3 separate regions of the Mus musculus genome follow, and regions 1 and 2 are each linked to region 3. Evidence: chromatin contacts called from public promoter capture Hi-C data. All regions are on one chromosome and are shown on one strand. The core of a region is the stretch at or near the end of the contact, and the rest is flanking DNA. Distances in the headings are between cores, read along the strand shown.

The links. Promoter capture Hi-C pulls out the DNA fragments that hold promoters and counts their contacts.
Region 1: a contact with region 3 is called in a promoter capture Hi-C map of the C10 cell line. The contact joins two enhancer-like sites. A contact is called at or near these places in 5 of 39 promoter capture datasets (the C10 cell line, cranial neural crest, frontonasal cranial neural crest and 2 more) and 2 of 115 datasets of contacts at active chromatin or transcription factors (cardiomyocytes and embryonic stem cells).
Region 2: a contact with region 3 is called in a promoter capture Hi-C map of cranial neural crest. The contact joins two enhancer-like sites. A contact is called at or near these places in 11 of 39 promoter capture datasets (the C10 cell line, cranial neural crest, embryonic stem cells and 7 more), 1 of 484 Hi-C or Micro-C datasets (nephron progenitors), 1 of 115 datasets of contacts at active chromatin or transcription factors (fibro-adipogenic progenitors) and 2 of 9 other capture datasets (adipose tissue and embryonic stem cells).

What each region holds. Positions count from the first base shown.
Region 1 is chr12:70,522,727-70,526,799 of GRCm38.p6, forward strand. No RefSeq gene overlaps it. Among named protein-coding and RNA genes, the nearest start is that of Gm32219, 11 kb to the right of the region's middle. Within about 2 kb of position 2,200, at least 23 of the 459 cell types and tissues checked have an H3K27ac peak or open chromatin away from gene starts, as enhancers often do.
Region 2 is chr12:70,866,273-70,870,088 of GRCm38.p6, forward strand. All of the region lies in intron 2 of Frmd6 (FERM domain containing 6), which reads left to right. Among named protein-coding and RNA genes, the nearest start is that of Gm32664, 35 kb to the right of the region's middle. Within about 2 kb of position 2,314, at least 27 of the 459 cell types and tissues checked have an H3K27ac peak or open chromatin away from gene starts, as enhancers often do.
Region 3 is chr12:70,674,373-70,677,960 of GRCm38.p6, forward strand. No RefSeq gene overlaps it. Among named protein-coding and RNA genes, the nearest start is that of Gm32369, 6.0 kb to the right of the region's middle. Within about 2 kb of position 1,604, at least 9 of the 459 cell types and tissues checked have an H3K27ac peak or open chromatin away from gene starts, as enhancers often do.

The sequences.
Region 1 (4,073 bases), core at 950-3,449, 150 kb before region 3:
GAGGAGGAGGAACAACAGGAGGAGCAGGAGGAGGAGCAGGAGGAGGAAGAAGAGGAGCAGGAGGAGAAAGAGGAGGAACAGGAGGAGAAAGGAGGAGCAGCACAGTTCGGGAGATTGCCCCAGATATGGGAACGCATCTCGTCCCACTTTCAGTTTAGATTCTAAAGTCAGAACCTGCACTGACTTTGTGGGTGAGTGAAAAGCCAAAGGCAGTGTGCCCTTCTTGCTTTGGGGTTTATACAGGGAAGATGGACAAAACTCTTAACAGAGAAAAGGATGTGATGGCATCGGCTGTGTGTTTCAGTCACTTTGAGGAAGCCATGAAGGAAAATGTTGCAAACCAAACAGCAGTTTGGTGGCTGTTCCTTCCAACATAATTAAGTCATAACTGTGAACTATACATATTATTTTTTATAAAGCCTTTCATATTAAATGGCATAAAGAAAGACGAGTTTGGCTGCCCAGGGATAATATTTTTTTGCACAAATTTAAATAAAACAACTGATTGAAGGGTTAATAATGAGACAAGGAAACGGAGGCAGGGGGTGAACTGCAGGTGACAGGAGGGATATAGGCCAAGGGCAGTGCGTGTCATGGATAGGACAGCTTAGAGGAGAACCCAACAGATGTAGAAAGCCATTGAGCAGCAAGATGAGGCTATATGAACTCAGTAAAGCCCCGGTACTCGCAAAGAGGAATTTCCTGATAGACAGTATAAATCTTATTACTCAGCTAGACTGGCTGACACTAGATGCCAAGGAAACATAAAAGCAAGCAATGATGTAATCTATTATATATAACTATTTCTGTCAGAACGTTGCTTTTGTGTGCACATTGTATTAATTCGACCTTGAGGTCAGAAACTTAGCTTTTGTCCTTACTGGTCTGCCTGTGTGTGTCTGTCAGTAGTCCCGTGAACTACTCACCTATGTTCTCCATGCCAGTCTACATGAGTATCCTTGCCTGCTCATGTTCATGTGTTCTGGCATGTGCCTGTGTGCGCCTGATGGGTTTCTGTTTGCCTAGCCGTCTATGTGGCAGCCTGTGCCAAGGCAAAACAAAGTGTTCTATGTCTTATCTGCCATAGTCCCTTGAAATCTTTTCAATCCCCCAGGCTCTGATTACCTTCTTCTGTTCCTGGCATTAGAGCACAGTTCCCACATGTTATGTCTCCTCACATTCTTTTACCACCAGAAGCACATAGTTCTCGATTCTAGTTTGTACCTTCACCCTGGATAATAGATTTCCATTCTATGATCAACCACCTTCATCCTGATCATGGGAAATGGTAAGGAGATCAAATCACATTCCTTCTTTCTGAAGGATGTGAGATAGTGCATGTGGGAGAAACTAAATATGGAGAGAAGTAACCAGTCGTTTTCGAAGAGGGACTCCACCTTTATCCCTTTGACAATTTCAGATGCAAACCCAGAAAAAGGCCAGCAGTTCCCAGGAGAGTTTAAACGGGACTGGAATTTTGCAAGACAAAGTAAGGATTACTATCGTGGTTGGGAATACATGCTATTTATCTTTGATGAGCCTTTCTGAACTTGAACAACGAATTTCCAATATTTACCACTGGGTCAATAACAAGTTTCAAAGGGATTTTGGATGAAAAGTTCAGTATGTATTAAAATGTTCTCATTTCTGGCTTCCATTGTAAACCATTTTGAATGGCAGGGCAGAAAAATCAGAGTCCCGTGTTCAGTCTCATGTTCCAGAGCAATGTTTATGGGCACAGTGAGGGAGGTTGTAGATCCAGTAATAGGTATGTCTTCTCAAGGGCTGCACCATATTCTTCTGTGGTTTGAAAACTCTGAAACCACAAGTTTCTAAATAGATCTTTCCTGGCTATAAATTGGGTGTCTTAGAGATTTAAAAAAACGTTTCCTATATTTATTCATCTTATGCTCTCTCTCTCTCTCTCTCTCTCTCTCTGTCTGTCTGTCTCTCTCTCTCTCTCTGTGTGTGTGTGTGTGTGTGTGTGTGTGTGTATGTACGTGAGAGAGAGGTCTGTGGGTGAGCAACCCTACCCACTCTACCATCCCACCAGCTTTCTCTTGTATTTGTTTTGTAAGAGATGGAAAGCTAGATTGCACAAGCAGCTGCTCCTTGCTTTTCAAAGGACTCTATTCACATGGCTTTATCAACTGTGTTATGGGAAAGGCTTGAGGAAGTTGGCAAACCCCGGCGAGAGTATCTCATGGTTTCCCTAAGGTTGAGCCACTAGAAAGGGAAGGTGGCCTGCCACCAGGAAGAACTCCAAGGGACAAAGCCTCCCTGTGAAGGCCTTGTTCTAAATACACAAACCCTGAGCCTTCGAGAATGAGCAGACCTACAGGGTTGCAGTTTGGTTTAGTAAGTTCAGAGCAGAATTACAAATATAATGGGTGATTAAAAGAGAACAGAGCCGAGTTTCCAAAGGACACATTGAGCACAAAGAGTTCTTTGGTTGTGTACAATCCACATGAAACTTCACTGTGACAGAACCATCTGACCGACAGCTCTCAGGTTCACCTCCTCTTTAGAGCAGTAATTTGAACAATCAAGACATCATCCATTGTGACTTCTTATGAAAAGTACAGCATTTGGGTTTTTTTTTTCCGTTTTCTTTTTTTTAAACCTCATTAATGTTAATGGATGACTTTAGCAGGGAAGGAAGTGTTCACCTGATTGTTTGATACAATTGGAGGTAATGACTCCACCAGCGGTGACCTCCCAGCTCAGACACCGATGTGGGACAAGCACTTAAGGAACATTAAAAAGTCCTGTGTGATTAAATTAGCCTGGATTGGAGCCAAAAACACTGTCTGTGGATTATATCTTTGTCTGAGACTTTTCTGGGGAAAAGCATTTCTTTCTTTTTTAGAAATCATAGAAGCTCTCAGAGAGTAGGGCAATTAAAGCAAAATTTTGATCAGACAGATAGTTTATACAGGTCTGCTTGGGATTATTCTGGTATAACTACTCAAAATCCCAAGTCTTAGAAAAATTCCCTGAATCTTGGATAAACTGGGAGCATTGGTAAGTCTACTTTTTGTTGTTGCAAATCTCTTTTTGACAAACTCTACAAGAGACTTAACTTTCACCAGATTTTCTTCTCCACTGTGAGTTAAAGTCAACATCCCTACATGCTTTCTCCTGTTCTGCCTTCTTCAACACAAGTTTCTTCCTCCTCTACCCCATAGATGTGGCTACCCAAAGACTGCACTCCACAGTCCACTCCACATTCCCCAGTCTGGTCTCTATCCTCCGAGTTACTTTGTCTCAGCCCCTCCACCTGCTCCTTGGATGTTCTTGTTCTATTAACAATCCTATTATTCTCCTCTGGCCAGGCTCTTCTGACTAGATACTCAAGTAACACACCAAACTGAGCTCATAGCTTTGCACACTGCTGGACAAAAAGTCCGTGAGCTCCGTGCCATGCCCCACAGCAGGTTCTCATATGGACAGATTGGCATTTCTTTAACTCAGTTGGCTGCTGTATCCCACGGTTGACTAATAGCAATTCGTGTCAATAGAGAAACATGGAGACTTTTTATACATGCTGTTATTGGAGGTTCTACCATCCCAAGATTGTGCAATTTACCTTTAGATCCAAATGCTGCACGTTGATCGTTTAGAGTGAACTCATTATTCCAATCCATGACTCCAGCTTTGGATCATAACTCCATCACCTAAATTACACACGCCAACAACTCAGTTCCAGCTTCATGTAGTCTGCTAATGTTTTTAACGTGTCAACATCTGTAGTCATTCAAGTAATTGGCAGAACTGTTGACCGGGTCAGGATGGAAATACATTGGTAGCTGTTTCTGCACAAAAGCAGGTGTTCAAGTTAATACTTTATTTAACATGATCTCTCTTGACGGGCTTCCTTTCCAGATTTTGAAGGAGAAGCTGAAATTTGGAAGTACAAATACATTGTACCAATACTTCCCTCATTTTCAGCCAGCAGCCTCTGTCATCTTCAACCCACAACTTCAGTAAAACAACTGTGCAGATCCACAAACAGACCTGGGGTGCACTCAATAACTCAGATACCCTTCACATTATCCCAACAATGCTAGCCT
Region 2 (3,816 bases), core at 1,064-3,563, 190 kb after region 3:
ATATATATTGTGTCCTTTACATTTTTAAGCACATGCAATCTAGGACATACTGCATAAGCATTGAGGACACTTCCACCTTTGTCTGTTACCCAGTGAGGTATAGTGAGGTGTGTAAGGGTGTCTATGAGTGTGCAGCATGGTGTAGTGAGGTGTGTAAGGGTGCATGAGTGTGCAGCATGCACAAATGTGCAGGATGGGAGGAGTCCTAACACATCTCTCTACATGAGGAGAACTAAGAGGTGGCTACAGTTTCCAAAGGAATTCATTGGCTCTGGAGTCTCTGCCTAGGGAAATAGCTTTGGAGAGCAGACTAACAGACCCCAGGTGGGCTCATGGCATGTTTTATGGGTCATACCTAGCGTTTTTAAAACGTTCTTCCTACTGTCAACCTTCTTTTTTTTAACCCAATTTCACTCTGGTAAAATTCAGCAGACGCTGCCTTAAAGTGGTACTGTGGATTTTCCCACACGCACGCATGCTGCTGTGTAGATGGATGGCTTTAAAACTTGACCGTGTACTAGAAGTATTGGGGAGAGGCTGTTTGGGCTTCACCCATGGAGAGACTGATGTAGGTCTAGGGCAGGAGACAGGAATCTTCATTTAGCAAAATTCCTCAGTAGGGACTGGAGACTCAATAAAATCCTAAGGCAGTCAGAAAGGGTGAGGTGCGGGCCACTGAGAGAGAGAGAGAGAGAGAGAGAGAGAGAGAGAGAGAGAGAGAGCCAAGCGCTGCTTCTTACAGTACCTTGGAACCTATGTCCGTCACTGAGACTGTTGATACTGGGGACCTGGACTGAGCCATCTGCTCCGTGGCTTCCTTTACAGCTTTGGGCATGCTGCTTAGGTCTGTCGTTCATTATTTCGGTCTGGTTTCCTTATATGTGAAGTGGGACTATTCTATGCCTCATGTGGACTATATCAAGGATTTAAAGAGACTCCGTGTGTAAAGAACTTTGTATCGTGTCTGTCCGTGGAGTTACTCAGTAAGTCAGTCTTGATGGAGCATCGCCTCACATGTCCCATCCCTGTGCTCTTTGTCATTTCGTTAGGGTACTTTGTCGCTGGCATGCAGGCCCAGACTTCCTACTCCAGGGAACATAGATCCTCCGCCATGTCGAGGCTCCTCTCCTGCAAGCCTTGGGACCTCTGGAAGGATGAGGTTAAACAGCAAGGAGACTTGTCCACTGCTAGAAAAAACAATTTTAATCTTTCCAGGGCTCCCTTTCCCCACAGCAGAGAGTGGTGATTTTGCTATTTGCAGTGTTGGGCATTAGAAAATAATTGTAACAAAACTGTTTATCAGTGGCCTCCCAACCCCTCCCCCAGCAGTCAGGATGCACCCACATACACTTTTTAAAATAAAGTTTTCCCCTGGCAGGTATAGTTGACTTCGTATTGGCTTTCTGCATCTGGAGTAAGTATAATGTTTTAGTCATTTTGAATCTCCATGAATTATACTAATAGGAGCTATTTTAAATTAATCTTAATCATCAAACAAATACAAAAAAAAATGGACACTTAAAAAAGAAAATCCTGGTAAATGTAAGAGACAGAGAGTTTTTAGAGTGGCAGAAATCACAGAGCCAAGAGCTTGCACCTCCAGTCCCTGCAGTTAGGCGAACAATTCTTTCTTACCAGAGACTATTTCAAACATCCTTGCCTGGTAACAAACAATTGGCACAGCGAGGATCAAGCCCCATTCCAATTCAGAGTTCCACACAGAGGGTATTTTTAGATAAAGCCTACACTGTTGAGAATGTAGTGCTTTCTAAAGTCCCATTGCCCCTGAAGATGAAAGGGATTAAAAATTTTCACAAGCAGCCATGTGGCCTTAAAGATTTCTAGTCTGCAAATACCCAACGCTGGCTCCTGTTTTCACAGCAGGTAACACTCTCAAGCCACATCCTTATTTAATTATAGTTTTGAAACAAGAGCACTATACTTACTTGATGATCGTTAAAGAGCTCTAGCAGAAGGTTCTAGATACTTGATTCAAAGTAGCAGAACAGTAATAACTAGATGGGAGGCCTGGAAGAAAGGCACAGCCTTGTGGAGTCAAGAGTCACCACATATTTTACTTTATAAACCTTCAGTTTGTAATTTGGAGTTTAGCAGCTTGTTACATTTCATCTGACTGCTCCAATTCCAACTCAGACTTAAACGCAGCCAAGCTAAGGGTTAAAAGGGCCCCAAGAACAGTGCGACATTTTAAGTCTCAAGTTGATGGGGCTGAGTTCAGCATAAGAGCTGTCTGTAAATGTGGTCCTTTCTCCTCTCCACTGTCAGTCTGTTGTTTAAAGTTGTTTGTAACAGTATAGTTACGAGGTGGAATACTAGCCCAGTGTTTACAGTGAACGTTGGAAATAAAGAGGACTTCACTAGGACACAAAGTAAATACCCCAGCTGCTGGATCAAGCTAGCCCCAAGGGGCCAGGGGTAATGGTTTCCCAGGCAGCCAGGGGGTCTTCCCAGGGGTGAGGTGAGCTTGCGTCAATACATTGTTATTAAATTGCTGGATGACAGGGCTGGAGAGATGGCTCAGAAGCGGAAAGCACTGGTTACTCTTCCAGAGGACCCACAGGAACTCAGTCAGTTCCAGGGAAGAAAATGCTCTCCTCTGGCTTCTGAGAGTACTGCATGCTTGAGGTACACAGACATATTAGGCAAAACACCACCAGGGACATAAAAAAAGGTTTGAAAACATTTGCTGGATGGCGTGAGTATATGCTAGAGTGTCCGTAGTGGTAACTGGGAGATGAGGCTAGTGGAGCACGGTGACGGTCCTCGGGAGCTCCCTGGGAACGGGACCCCGCTCACCCTCAGGAACCACCATGGTGCCTGCCTCATGAAGGTCCTGGAGAGACGATCCTGCCTCAAATGGCCCATCTTTGTCACTGTGACAGGATCTAGAACCACTCAGGCAAACCACTCAGCATGTCTGTGAGGGGTTCTCTGGATTAGGTTAATTGACACGTGCCCTCCCCACCCCCACCTTCCTACAGCAATGGCCCACAAGCCAGGTGTTACGTCAGAGCAGCGAGAAGTAACAATAGCCTCCATGTCCTCCTCCAAGGCAGCTTCCTTCGTGGCTGCTGCCTGAAGAATGAGCACGTGCTCTGGCCCTCAGTGACTTCTGCTCTTTCCTCTGGGATTTTGCCTGTTTTCATTTTCTTAGTTTTAGTTCTGTATGAAAATATGATAGGATCACTAACTCAAAGTTAAGTAATTTAGGTAAGTAAGTAAATCATAGTCACTAAAATTATAAATTATAAAATTATACTTCAGTTATCATTGAAAAACAAAAGAACATGACGGCTGATAATGCCTATGAGAGGAAGTGGACATGTAACATGTACAGACAAAATCACAAACATGTGTTGCCCGTGTGTTAACATGTATGTAACTGTACATATAACCTTTGAGTGTCTGCCTTTGTCACTCCTCACATGACTTGGAGCAGTTTTATTTTCTACTTCTATAAAATACAGAAATTGAGCTGGATGCATTCTTGGGTGATTCAGTTTCAGTGAGGCAGATGCGGGAGGCTCACTTAACTCCCACCTGATAATTCATTCACAGTTGAGAAAGCATCAGAACTATATCTGGGGCCTGGAGATTTGCCTCAGGGTAAAAGTGCTTGCGGAGTTCAAGCCCCCAGAACCTAGTTAAAAGCTTGGCACAGCAACATAGGCATGTTACAGTGTTTAGAATCAGAGGACCAACAGCAAAGAGATTCTCAAACAAGATTGACCTTTGACTGCCCCCCCACACACACACACCATTTACACACATGTAAAAATACATGCATTTATATAA
Region 3 (3,588 bases), core at 354-2,853:
TGGCCTTTTTCCCAGAATGCACTCTTCCTTCTCACTTCTTCCCTATATCTTCTTCCTTTCTGGCTTTGCTGTGTCATTCCCTCCTCTAGAAAGTCCTGACTTTATCCCTTGCAGTCCTTTGGCTCTGCCTGCCTCCAAACTCATGCTGAGCACAGTCTCTGTAGTAGACATCTTTTCCAGGGCTGTAAAACCCTGATCTAGTATATACTTTACAATATACTTGTAAGCTGGGGAAAATAAAAGGAGAGGCAGGGAAGGAAGGAAGGAAGGAAGGAAGGAAGGAAGGAAGGAAGGAAGGAAGGAAGGAAGGGAGGGAGGGAGGGAGGGAGGGAAGAAGGGAGGGAGGGAAGAAGGGAGGGAGGGAGGGAGGGAGGGAGGGAGGGAGGGAGGGAGGGAGGGAGGGAGGGAGGGAGGGAGAAACCGAGTCTCCTACCTGTTTGTGAGTAAGGTCAGATTGATGGGCTGCTGCAGAGCCTCCACTACAACCTATGAGGAGAGATAGTTGAGCTGAGCCTGAGGATTGCCCGAGAGAAGACAGTACAGAGCCACGAGGAGGGGCAGAAGCTGCTGCCATCCCAGCCTGCTCAGCTCCCTTTTCTACCATGAAGCCTCAGAAAAGGTCTGCTAGAGACCACCAGGGAGACCAAAGGACTCCTCCACGGCCTGTGGTGACTTTTCTCTACAGTGCTCTGTCATGCCTGTCTTTGAGGCCTGGCAGCTGACATTTATCTTGGTCCCCATTGATACAGAAGCACTGTGCAACCTGCTCATCGCTTGCCATTTAAGGCCCACGGGGTCCCTTGGGCATGGGGGTAGGGAGTTCTGCTTGCCCAGCGCTGGTACTTCTGGAGACAGGCTCCAGCCTTAAAGGTCAAGTTTTCCATGCCTGTTTTCCCTTCTCTTGATGTTCAGCTTGTACAGTTAACCCCTTGAAGGCCCAGGGGCCTCTATTCATCATCTTCCACTGTCCACTCCTAGGAAACGATTCCCATGAAGAAGTCAAGAAGTCTCTGGGCTACTTACCCTTCAACTCCATGTGTTACTAGTGATGGCCGAGGCTCGCTCAGGAGGGGTGCTCTCACCTCCTGAGCCCCTTCATCCTTTCGATCTATGATTTCAAGTCTTCTGGGATGTAGATTTGTGTCTCACAAGGCTAGAGATGTCAGGGATTGGCTCGTGCTAATCTCAGTACCAAGGGGTTGGCTAGTGTTCTCTGGCTAACTTGGACAGTGCCTTGGGCCTCCATCTCTTTAGGTTTCTTGGAAACCGTTGTTATTGTGAGATTTGGAATGAATTACTGAAATATAACCAGCTTTGATATTTGGCCTTAACTTTAAGCCTCAAAGGCTTTCCTTTAAAAAAAAATGAGCAAATTAGAGATTCAAAATGAAAAATATTAAAGGAGGATAATCTCATTGAGTACCTACTGTGAGCCAGTACTCTACTCTACTAGACTTTTTTACATATGAAGCTGCATTCCATCCTGACCGCAACCAACAGAACAGAAAGACTGAAGGCTACGAATTATAAAGACTTAGGCTAGTCACCATGGTGACAGTGGAGTACAAATGTAGGTCAGAGTCAAACCTTGATTTCAAACAACTTCTCTGTGGACAGCGTCCTCAGATGCCTCCTCTCATATAATCGCCACAACCCTGGAACACAGGCACAGACACAGACATGACACTTAACTTGGCGGGTGAGAAAACTGAGAGTCAAGTACTTCCTGTCTAATGGAAACTAAAGCTCCCATTACATTTACTCCTCTCAAACACAGCGGATTTCCTGGGAAATGATGTGGACCTGAAAATGTTTAAGCTCCTGGGTCCTAGTTAACAGTATTCTCTTCACATAGCTTCTGATTGTCCCAGCCTGATGTCAGGTTATAAACAATGTGACAGCCTCCATCTTTGCCACAGCCTCCCTCTCTGAGGCCACTCATTCTAAGGGACGCCAGCTGTCTCGCTGTGAGAGATGATGTGGAGAGAGGCTCCTGTGGAGAGCAGTGTGGTGAAAGTACCTCAGCTGCTGTAGGATCCCAAGCCTTTTCACCAGAAAACTGCCATCAGCTACATCCAGGCCTTGTAAGCAGAAGGCGCCAGTTAAACATTGCTACAGGGCAAACATCATAAACAGCCATGACCTAAAACTACTTCAATGAATTCTTTCTCATGGCTCACTGGGCTAACAAACCCACGATTTCTTCTGCTGGCTTGTCCTCTGCATACACATGCACTTCGTGAGCTACAGGTTTAAATGGGAGTCACTCCAGGGATCAGGGCAGCTGGGACACCTGAGCTGACCTTTTGTGGAAGACTTTATCAACAGCTGGATAAGAGCAGGAGCTACAGAATGTCTTGCGGGCTGGCCTTGGAAATTGAATATCACCTCTGCCGTGTTCTATGGAGTAAGTCAAGTGAAGGATCCACCTAGGTTTGAAAGATGGAGATGTGAATGCTTGGTTTTTCTCTTGTTCTTGTTATTTTGAGCAAAGTCCTGCCTTTCACCATTGCTTATCATGACAGGTGCTGCATACCTCACCCACCTACCTATCCTCAAATTTCTAGCAATCCTCCGACCTCAGGATCCACATGTAGAAAAAACTTGTTTCTTGTTTCAAATGTATTTTTATTAAATTTTTGAGAATTTCGTGCAGTGTATTTTGGTCATTTTTACGCTAACCCTTCCCTCAACTCTCTCTAGATCCATCCTCCCGTCTCTACCAACCCAATGTCATGGAGTTTTGTTTTGTTTTGTTTTGTTTTGTCTTGTTTTGTTTTGTTTTGTTTTGTCTTTAACCATAGCTCGTGGAACCCAGTTTATGCTGCCCATATCCTCCTAGGTGTAGAATCATCCACTGCAGTGTAGTCAACCTACCAGGGGCACGCTCTTAAAGAAAACCAATTATTCCTCCCTCTGAAGCCATCAGCTGTCCACAGCCCCTCAGTTGACAACATCTTCAAATAATTTGCTCTTATTTTGAATTACTGAAACCCACCTTCTGACAATGTGTATACATGCCTCCCTTGTGCAAACCATGATCATCTTCTCAAGGCCCCCCGAACTCTTTTTCACTGACCACACAAGGTTCAAAGTTCACCATCTTATGTTCTGCATCCAGTTCAGATATGCTAAAGGTATCTTGTATCATAATAGGTCTCTTCATCCAGAGGGGAAGTGTCTTAGTTAGGGCTTCTACTGCTGTGAAGAGACACCATGACCATGACAACTCTTATAATGGTAAACATTTCACTGAAGCTGGCTAGCAGTTCAGAGATTGAGCCCATTACCATCATGGTGGGAAGCATGGTGGCATGCAGGCAGACACAGTGCTGGAAAGGAACTGGAAGTTCTACATTAGGATCCACAGGCAGCAGAAAGAGAGTGAGACACTGGGCCTGCCTTGAGCTCTTGAGACCTCAAAGCTCACCCACATTATCACACTTCCTCCAACAAGGCCACACCTATTTCAACGAGGCCACATCTCCTAATAGTGCCACTCCCTATGAGCCGGTGGGGGCCCTTTTCGTTCAAAGGACTGCAGAAAGATTACCTTCCAACATAGCCAGTCTAAGTCTATCTCTTTCC